Regions from separate parts of the Neogale vison genome. Here region 1 is linked to region 2. Evidence: chromatin contacts called from public Hi-C data. All regions are on one chromosome and are shown on one strand. Each heading gives the region's core, a stretch centred on a gene start, on an enhancer-like site or on the middle of the called end of the contact. The rest is flanking DNA. Distances are from core to core; before and after follow the strand shown. Region 1 overlaps SLC22A5 (solute carrier family 22 member 5). Region 2 holds the start of IRF1 (interferon regulatory factor 1).

The links. Hi-C and Micro-C count contacts between places; a contact is called where the count stands out from the background.
Region 1: a contact with region 2 is called in a Hi-C map of tongue, with 7 times the contacts expected there. The contact joins the enhancer-like site here to the promoter of IRF1 in region 2. A contact is called at or near these places in 3 of 3 Hi-C or Micro-C datasets (fibroblasts, muscle and tongue).

What each region holds. Positions count from the first base shown.
Region 1 is chr1:246,150,008-246,155,221 of ASM_NN_V1, forward strand. SLC22A5 (solute carrier family 22 member 5) reads right to left here. Exons shown (of 10, transcript XM_044227976.1): 4 at 4,753-4,924; 5 at 3,468-3,594; 6 at 1,469-1,569. Among named protein-coding and RNA genes, the nearest start is that of SLC22A5, 16 kb to the right of the region's middle. Within about 2 kb of position 2,099, the one cell type or tissue checked has open chromatin away from gene starts, as enhancers often do. A contact at or near this core is called in fibroblasts, where this site is marked.
Region 2 is chr1:246,044,408-246,049,663 of ASM_NN_V1, forward strand. IRF1 (interferon regulatory factor 1) reads left to right here and starts at 2,100. Exons shown (of 10, transcript XM_044227988.1): 1 at 2,100-2,333; 2 at 3,400-3,491; 3 at 4,779-4,878. The coding sequence starts at 3,405.

The DNA of each region.
Region 1 (5,214 bases), core at 849-3,348, 110 kb after region 2:
AGAAAGGCGTATAGAGTTCAGACAGATTTACTTTCTTAAAAACAAAACAAAACACCAAAAACCCAGTAACACCCTCTAACCTGCCTTTTGGCTTTAAAACCCCTAAGCTGAAGTACCTACAACAGCTACTTCCCTACTCTCTAACCCTCCCCAAATCTAGCAACTGCAGAAGGAGGGAGGGAGTGAACACAGAGGACGGTATGGAGTGGGATGTGACAGGACTGGAGCGATCAGATAAAAGGAGGAACAATCATTAGGTCAAACACTGGGATAAAGACCCTCCAGCAGACCTTCTTTCTGTGGCAAACAGCCAGGAGGTTGAATAGAGGCAGCAGGCCCCAACCCCACTGTACTCGTGGAGAAGGGGAGGGGCCCCCAGTGGCAGGGCCACATCACCCCTCATCCACATGCTTCCTGGCATCCCAGGCCCGGACCCCATCTCTAGCAGGCAGTCTGTCTGCCGATGATAAACACTCTTTGGCACACCAGACCTTTATGGATTAGAGGTTTTTAACTCATCTGCACGTTGAAACCACAGTTGGTGCCATCTGGGGAAAGTAAATGTCCAGGAGTCCCTGGGGAATCCAGGGCTGGAGGAGCACCTGATTGAACCACAGAACAAATGACTCATCGCAGGCTTGCCGGTCTGCTGGGCAGGCTGAATGCTGGTCCCGTCTGAGGCCAACGAAAGGGTGGTGCACTACCCTGAGGGATCCTGGGCCATTCCTTAGAAATAAGTGACTCACAGTAACCCCTTCAGTAAGCCAAAGAGCTGGCTGGCCCAAAGCTAGATGACTCTAGTAATAAGGACTCAGGGATGAAGTCTGCCTTTGTCATCCAGCAGGCTCAGGTATTCTCCTAGAATCCTAAGGATTCTAGCATTTGCTAGAATGCTAGAATGCAAATGCTAGAATCCTTGAGCAAATGCTACTGAGGCACTAGGTTGTGTCCCCTCTCTCTGGTAACTCACAAATGCCCTTCTGACACACTTGGCGAAATGCCTCCTTAGAAGGAGCCACAGCCCTGCCTCCAGGACAGTCTCTGAACATCCCAGAGTGAGGATGTCCTGCTTCCACATTTCCAGACAGTACTCAGCAGTCTCTGTAATGGAAAGGACATAATGGTTTCACTTAGATCCTTCTTAAAGGATCTTCAGTCACTGTCTAAAGCACAGGGGACAGAAACAAACTAGGGCCCACAGTGACCAAGGATCTGTCTCATGACCTAGAAGGATTCCCTGAAGACTCCACAGCTTCCCAAAAACCCAACAGATTTCATACTCCTTTTCTGAGATTCCATCGAGCTCAGAATTATGATATGCCCACTTTTCTCATTGCATGGCAGCTCCTTTCCACTTTTGATGACACAGATCTTCAGTTTTGGTCTGAGACACATTTGCCAATGAGAAGCCTGGCAGCCACTGCCAGACGCTTTGTCTGGAAGCTTCAGGTAGGTCTCACTTACGCACCACAGGATTATGGACATGACAGTGACCATTCGGATATTCCGGGTTCGAAGCAGATTCAGGATGCTGTGGGACTGCTGCTTCTCAGAACTCAGGTCTTGCAGCTGCACGAACGATATGACAAGGGCATGGGAGGGAGAGGCTGGAGACTCAGGGATCCAATAATAAACCCAAAAGCCTAGCACCTTAGCTTTCTGTGTCTCTGAGTTGGCCAGGGTTTTATGTTTCTTTGAAAGAAGAGTAAGTTTAGTGGGTGCACCTTGAGATGCGTAAGGCTTCCCCAGGCCTTGTCAATGACCCATTAGTGAACGAGAATAAGGAGAAAAAGTGGTGACCAGCCCCTCAGCAGAGGCAGCCAAGGCAGAGGCCCAGGCCTCTTGGCCCTACCTCCGGCCTCCATCAGTGACCACATTCCAGGGAGGCCTCTGAGCATTCCTTCCCAAGGCTGGCTCCCTGCCCTCTGGTCAGAGAGAGAAACTGATTTTGTAGTTTATTGATCTGATATTTTAAAAGAATTAATGCTTTGAGTCCTCATACCATGTAGTTACTGGTCTATTTCCAAGGAAAAAAATTTCAGATAGAAAAACAGGAAAATTGACCTCAGCTTCACCCAGAGTTACTTCCTATGAAATTTGGCACAGCCACAAACATTAATAAACCACACGTCTAAACACACTGATGTTGCTTTCTTAAGCAAACCCAGCTTTGGAGTTTGTTTTTCTCGAGTTAGCAGTTCAACAAAAGGTCAACTTCTGACTTAATGGATCCCCTGAAATAGCCTCATTTCCTCAATAATGCCAGTGGGGTTCTGGGTTCTCCCAGACAGAACCCCCAATGAAAAGCCACCAAGGCTCCCACACTTAAAAGCCCTCCCTGCCACCTCCTCCTACCCTGACGTCTGAGCTTCGAGCCCCTTCCAGAACATGTTGAGTGGGAGCTGGTGTTGAGCCAGCACTTAACTGTGAGGCCCAATCCAGCAGCTTCTCTGAGCCCATGGTAGCTGGTCTCCCTCTCCTAAGCCCTGGGTCTGCATCCGGAGTCCCAAGCGTCTCTCATGTTCCTTCTGAACACACGTGAGTACGACTGCTGGTGGCTGTTCTCACAGCAGGTCCCTTATCTTCCCATCAGATCAGAGACACATTCCAGAAGCTCATCAGCCAGCAATTACAACTTCTAACCTCTTGTGGTAGTCATGAGACTAAGAAAAACTGCCTGCTGCAGAGGGCGGAGGGAGAGGGAACAGGAAGGAGAAGCAAGACCCAGGAATCAGGCAGAGCCAGGAAATTACTCATGGTGCATGAGAACAGGGTTTGCAAGAGGGGTGGGGTAGGGGGAAGGGGCTGATATCAAGGACCTGGCTGCAAAGGGATATGCAGCAACTAATGACTGGTGAGTGGAAGGAGACCAAACATTTCTAACTCCAAACCTACTTCTGCTTCATATTTTATGTACTATATTTCTTTTCTTTTCTTTTTTTTTTAAGATTTTATTTATTTATTTGACAGAGAGAGATCACAAGTAGACGGAGAGGCAGGCAGAGAGAGAGAGAGAGGGAAGCAGGCTCCCTGCCGAGCAGAGAGCCCGATACGGGACTCGATCCCAGGACCCTGAGATCATGACCTGAGCCAAAGGCAGCGGCTTAACCCACTGAGCCACCCAGGCGCCCTGTACTATATTTCTTTTAAAATGAGAAACTATAAGGCATTAAGAAGCAATGATTTCCCACAATGCCAACTTCATGAAATGCCTATTACTCAAAGTGTTACTTAATGGTTTGACTATATGATTGCCTAGAAAAGAATTACAGAGTATGACAACTTAAAACCCACAGGGAAGGTGAAGAGATTTAACAGCTGGTGCCTTCTCCCCAACTTGTGAATTTTAACAGGGCCTGCTTGGGGGCTGCTGGGGCTCAGGCAGAGAGAGGGCTGGGCTCCTGCATGGTGTTGCCCTAAAATCATGGTCACCGAGACCCTCTCACCAGCTCCCTTGCAGGGCTTACCTCACTTGACTCGAAGATAGTTGAGGGTGCAACAATCCCGTTCATTTTGGCAGCCTTGCGGATGATCAACTCTGCTTCTTTAAGTCGTCCCTGAGAGATGAGCCATCGGGGGGACTCAGGGATGAACCTGGAAGTACAAGGAGCCATTTTGCTGAGGCCATCCTGCCCAACAGACCAGGTGGAACATATGTGGAGGCAGGAAAACGGGCTTTTAGAACCAGACATGCGTTTGGGGAATGTCTGGTGTTTCCAGACCAAGCAGAGATGGTTCACACCATACCCACTAATGATCCAAAGTGTGAGCTTCTGAGTATCCTGGAGTGCATAAAATTTAGAGGGGCCTGCTCCTCTTCAGGCTGGCCACCTCCATTTCTGAAGAGCGGTGGTGCCACCTGCTGGACAATGAGGAGACAGGCACAAGATGGGCTCAGAAGCCTGGCTTCTGTGGTGGGTGCAGGCTGGCCCAGACCCTTGCCCCACTGTACTCTTTGGCTTGGCTCTAGCATCCACAGAAGCTTCTGCACTGACCTCTTCGCCTACAGTTTTTCCTCACTCCCCATACGGGATCCACACAAGTGACTTGTCAGACCCCCTACATAAGTTTATCAAAGAACCTGGGACTTTGAGACTTTGTGGATCTTATTTCCTATGTCATTCGATGGCCCCTGCCCTTTGGTCATGACCAGGACCCATGCTATGCTCTATGTTCTCTTCTATTATGCTCTGAAATGCTCTCAGCTCTGAGGGGAGCCGTGATCTCAAGAACCCCACCTACAAGGTGCGATTCCCACCTCAGCCTCTCTGCTGTGTTCCCTCTCTGGGTAAGGAGGGCCTCCTCTCTGGTGGCCTAACTCCTCTATCTTGGAGGCCCATATGGAGTCTGGCTTCCTCTGTGTGGCCACCCTGAGGACTCTCACTTCCAGTGCTCTCTCTCTTCTTCCAGCACCTGCACTGTGAAGCCTCAGAAACACAAGCCAGAACTAGGGCCTACGCTTCCTGAAGGTCATGCTAGACCCCATCATCTTTCAGCTACTACTACTTCTCTCTGCACTTCGATCAGCGCAGCACAGGACTGAGAACAAGTCTGTTGATGTCTGAGAATTCGTCTTGTTTTCTTTTTGGCTCTTCTCAGTATGGAGAAAACATTCTGAAATGACTTACAAAGAATTGCTACTTCCGGTCTCTGGGAGCCTTAATAGAGATTTGTGGCTTGCTGCTGCCCCCTAGTGAATGACGGACAGAAGACATCTGCTGGTGGGCATCACTGGGCGCAGGCGACACTCACCACCAGAGAGCCGCACACAGCACCCCCGGCACCGTCAGCGCCAGCAGCAACATCCGCCAGTCTCTGATGAAGTAGGCAAACAGTGGCAGCATCATGTAGCCAAATGCATAAAATATGCACACTCCTAATGTGGAGAAGATAATACGAACCGACTTGCCAAGAATTTCTGTTCCTGTGCGAAACAAGGGAGGAGGCATGTTAGTCCTTTCATTTAGGTCATTTCCTTATTCATCTTCTCTTGTATGATTCTCAACATACAGGAAAGAGAGCAGCCGTGCCCTAGGGAGGGATGGGATTCTGAACCTGCTGCAGTTTGACCACCTGCTGGGGTGCCCCCACCCCCACTGCCACCGTGACATTTTAGGCTTCCCAGGAACGGTTCTGTCTTGCAAATTTCATCACTTCCTCATGCCATGTGCTAAAGATGCCACATGAGGTCTCAACGTGTAATCCTCACATGAG
Region 2 (5,256 bases), core at 850-3,349:
GGAGATTAATCAGTAAGTTTTTATTTATCCTTATTAGAGAATAAAATATACCATTACAAATTGTATTGTAGAAGTACACTTCATGACATGGAAAGATATACAGATACAGATGATTATCTGTGAATTAAAATAAAGTTCTTGTTTTAAAGCACTTTTTACAGGCTCCTATTGCCTTTAAAGGGTCATTCTGATCAATTTATGAGACACATGAGGTGCAAACTTCCTTTCCCTGATCTCATTTTGAATTTTCCATTCACTATATCAGGTTCTTAGAGACAGGACAAGCATCCATTTGCTGCATAGAGAACAGACTTCACAACTCAGGAGCCACCTGCTTTCTGCTCTTCTGGCTCCGAAGGTCTTGATTTCTGTAGTGGGTTACCACTCCGTCTGCCATTTAAAGCACCCCAACCCTTCTATGCCTTGCTGGGCTTCTGGATCTTCTTCCATTTTTCTTAACAACCAGCTAGGCTCCTTCCTTGCAGTTCCTCCTGCCTTTTTGCCTCTCTAAGTGACTGTACCCACCGCACTCTGGGAAACCGCTCTGACCCATTCTTGCTGGTGTCTTGGGAACCAAGCTTCGCGTTATCATAGCATCAGATTCTAGTGCACCAGAATTGGATTAACCCATCCATTTCCTCTGTGGGAGGGAGTCAGTAGAGTGACTGACAGGTGGAATGCTGCATCAACGAGTCTATTTATAGCCTGCACCATTGCAACTGGGTGCTGCTGCTGTGAAGGGAGAGCTGGGTGAGGGGAATGACAGGACCAGCCCAGCCTGGGGGAGCAATTGACTTCTGAGTCAGCAGCTTTGGGGAAGGTGAGGAAGGAACCTGCTGGGCCAGAGTTCTGGATGGAAAAGGAACACTCAGTCCAGTCTCTAGGAGTACAAGTGCGGCAAGGTCTATTTTAAAGCACAATAGTTAAGTAGTTGCCCTTCCCAAGAGCCTGGGACCTGGGTTCCTCAACTCTTTGGCCACATCCATGGCCTTGGCCATCCCTAAGCAATTTCCCCCATGCTGCCCAGAATCTCTCTGCTGAGGACGCCAGGCAATACCAATGCAGCTACAAAGGAGCTCCCAATGCAAGGGCCGTGTGAGGCTGTGTACGTGGCCTAAGACTGGAGTGCTAGCTACCCAAGCCCTACCCCAACTCAACAGTCGTGGCTTCTCTGAAATCCTTCCTTTCCCTAAAGTCAGCTGAATAGCAGTTCCGAGGATGTAGACCCACAAGAGGGGGAGGTGCCTCTCTGCCATTGTTAGTCTCTGGGCAGGGACCTCAAAAGCCGCGAGCACCTGCTGTCCCCAAGTGCGGCAGGCTGTTTTACAGACATAATTTCTCCGTCGCTGTAAACCAGCGAGATTGGGCTTCTTATTTTATAGTTGAGGAGACTGAAGTTCCCAGTCCCATGTCAGGTGCACCTACAGCGACCAAACCGGGATTTCCTCTCCTCCGGCAGCCCCAGGCAGCACCCCAGGCAGAACCCCCAGGCAGATTAGGCTTTCCCTTACTTCGTCAATGGAGGTGAGTGCCCTAGAGGTGGGTCACTGCTCGAGAAGGGGGAGTATGAGGGCCCAGGCCCTTCTTTCTCGGCACAGCATGAGCAGGCTTGAGGAACCAGGCTAGTTTACGGGGATTCAATCCCGGTATGTTCACCCTGAAGAGGACGGCAGGTGCCCGGGTAACCACCTCACCTGCGCTCAGAAGACAGAAGTCCCCCACCCCCAGGAGAGGAGGGTGAAGAGTTGGCCACAGGATCAAGCAGGCTGGGAGAATACGGAGTGAGGGGAGTAACTGCGGGCCGGGGGCCTTCGTCTTTCCAGGACAGCTTTCTCCCGGGTAGCTGGTGTGGGGGTGGAGTGGGAGCGGACGGGGCGGGCCCGCGGTCGCCCCAGGGCGGCGGCGCCGGGCCGGAGGGGGTGGGGAGGAGCAGCCGCCCTGTACTTCCCCTTCGCCGCTAGCTCTACAACAGCCTGATTTCCCCGAAATGATGGGGCGGCACCGACCAATAGGCGCCCTCGCGGCTCTTTAGGAGGCGGGGCCGGGCCTGGGTTGGGGGAATCCCGCTAAGTGTTTAGATTTCTCGCCGGCGCCGCTGCCCCGGCAGAGCGCGCCACTCCTTCGTCGAGGCAGGACGTGCGCCTAAACCCGGTCGAGCAGAGGCCAGCAGGAGCTGTGCCAAGCCAAGGCCAGCCGTGCCCAACGGCCCCTCGACCCGGGCATCCTCTGCCTTCCCGCGCTACCTCCCGGAACTGCGCTCCCGGCGCGGACACAGCTGCCCCAGCCGCGCCAGGACTTTCGGGCGCCGCCGCTGGATCGCGCCCGCTGCAGAGGTGAGCCCGCCTTCGCTGCGGGGGGGACCGGTGGCGTCGAACAAAGGCGCGCAGGGCACCAGGAAGTGGGGGCCGACAACCCCAGCCGGGAGAGTAGCGGGCGCGCGGCGTTGCCTGGGCCCCCGCGCGGTCTCGGGAGGGCGCTGGAGGAGCGGCGAGCGGCAGCGCGGGGAGGGCGGGCCGCGCGGCGTGGACCGCCCACGAGCCGAGGTTGCCGGCGCCCTGCCGCTGTCGCAGATCTCTGTGCGCGGAGCCACCCGGCCTTCTGGGTGGCTCGGTAGGTTTGTCGCGCGCATTCGTGAGCGGTGCCGGGGACTTGAGTGTACGTCCGCGCGTGGGCGCCCCGTGCTTCTCGCGCGGGCTTTCCGCGGTCCCAGCTCTGCGCCCAGGCCTTAGGTTTCTGGCCGTATGTGCAGGTGTTGGGGGCTGGGACTTGATGCCCTGGATGGCTGGCAGACCTGCTGGGGCTTTGGAAGAGGCGCCACAGGTGTTCCTTCGGCTACCAAGCGGAGGAAGGGAGCAGGGCCGGAGGGGTACCTTGTCTGGAGCAGCGTAGATTAAATGGGGGTGGGGTGGGGGTGACGGGTAGAGTGCGGGGTGACTGCCTGCCACTAGGGAAGGTGCACAGCTAGTGGTAGTGGCAGAAACTCAAGTAGGGGAATTTATTGGCATCAACCAAAAGAAGCCTCTCCCTTCCCAAAGGATTTGAATTTGGGAGGAAAGTTCTGCTATTAAGATATCTGTGTATTTTATCTGTTTTTCCTGCACATAAATCCTGAAACTATCACTTGCATTCCTGTCTCCTCCCAAGAGTGTTTAGAGGAGTGTGGGGGAAGGGGCTTAAGTGTTTTTACCCAAGATGTTGAAAATATTTGGAGGGCAGCTTTATAACCGTGAAAGCCCCTTCCCCCATGATTGTAGTACTTGGTACCTGGTGGAAGGCATAGGAAAGTAACTGAATGTCCTTGGAGGGGTGGGGGTAGGGGTGGTGATAGATAGCCGGCAAGTAGTGCCTAAGGGGCTGCTCTACAGACTCCAAACCAGAGCCTCTGTTTTCTCTTTACAGCCAACATGCCCATCACTCGGATGCGCATGAGACCCTGGCTAGAGATGCAGATTAATTCCAACCAGATCCCAGGGCTGATCTGGATCAATAAAGTGAGTGTAACCTTTTGGGTTTTTCTGCTGCTATTTTAACACATGTTCTTTGGGGGACCAAGGGATCAGATACAGCTCAAAAAGGGAAGTGATGGGGAGGAGGCAGATGTGCTTCCCAGTGGGTCCTGCGTGCAGGGGGGATGCAAGACCCAGCCTTGGACTGCACTTAAGCAACTTCTGCCTTCCTTTTTCGGAGTGGAGGAGGCACTCACCTGAGGGCACTGACAGTTTCTAGCAGCAGGACGCTCCCAGCATCTGCAGAGCCAGAAGTTCTGATCTCTTCTGAGGGAGACTACAAACACACAGCATCCTACAGGGTTCCCGGAAGCTAGGAGACAGAGAAGTGGGCACTAGTGACAAGAAGTATGGCTGGTTCAGCAGCAGACCCAAAAATTAACCTTGCACCATTGGCCCAGGGCCAGGAAACCTCATGCTGGTGCACAAACGGCAACACAGACCCTGCAGACCTTGTAGTAATAATAATATTAATAATGATAGCTCATGCTTAGGGTACACTCCCTACAAGCAAGTGTGACACTGTGATAAGTCTTTTACTTATATTGCATCACTGAGTCCTCACAGTAGCCCTGTGAAGTAGATCCTATTAGTATCTCCATTTTCACATAAGGGAACTGAGGCCCTGAAAGGTAGACCGTGAGTTCACAGAAGAAGTGATAAAGCCAAGATTTGAACCTGAATAGTCAGACTCAAAAATCCATAGCGTTAACCACCAGTCATGACAAAAGTGGGGCTTAGTCTTTATATTTGTCACTGTGATTCCTCGTTTCACAGAGACCAGTGAGGGACCAAGAGGTATAGTGACAGTGCCAGTGTCACACAGGTAGTCAGCATCGAAGACTGGCAGAGGGCTCCCTCAGGTATATGGCCAGGACCCCCTGTGTAGGAGCCAGTGGTCCCAGGTGTCCTAAGCAGTCCTGTATGATGGATGGAGTCCTCCCTTCCATGTTGGTGCTGAAAGCCAGAGAGCATCCCAATGTGCTCTGTGTGTGTCCCACACATCTGTAACAGGCAGAGGGAGACCTTTGCTGAGCTGATGTTGCCATAGCTCTTCAGAACCCAGAGCCCCTACTGAGAGATTGAGAGCTATACAGTTGTCTGTTTAAGCCGTTCTTAGGAAGGGTCAACCCAAGCCAGATGTCAGGGTGAAAAGGGGAAGTCAAACTTTTCCCAGACTTGGGGGGCTGGGCAGACTCATGCAAAAAGCCTGTGGCCTCTGAGATGACACAGCCTTGTATATGTGTGTGTGTGTGTGTGTGTGCCATTCAGGAGGAGATGATCTTCCAGATTCCATGGAAGCACGCTGCCAAACATGGCTGGGACATTAACAAGGATGCCTGTCTGTTCCGAAGCTGGGCCATTCACACAGGTGTGTGCCCTGGTCTCCAGCCCTGAAGGGTCCAGGGAAGAGACAAGGGGAGTCACTTCTGTTAACACAGAGGTTCTTTGTTGGGGTCTCTGAGTTCCCGAGACTGTGTACAGAATTGGGGGTGAGGAGGGGGCAGACTTGTATTTCTGGGGGAAGAGGTCCATCATTTCACCAAGTTCTTAAAGAAACTTGTGAAGTCAGTATCTTAGAAAATATGATTTCAAGGAGTTCGTGGCTGGTTGAAAGCTCCCCCTGGCACAAGCACTTGTGAGCTGGGATACTGAAAGAGACCCAGGTCTTTCATTTTCTTGATGATCACCAAGGTCCTGACCCAAGGCCCATAGAGTTAGCAGCCTCCTTTTATCCTTGAGGGTTGGG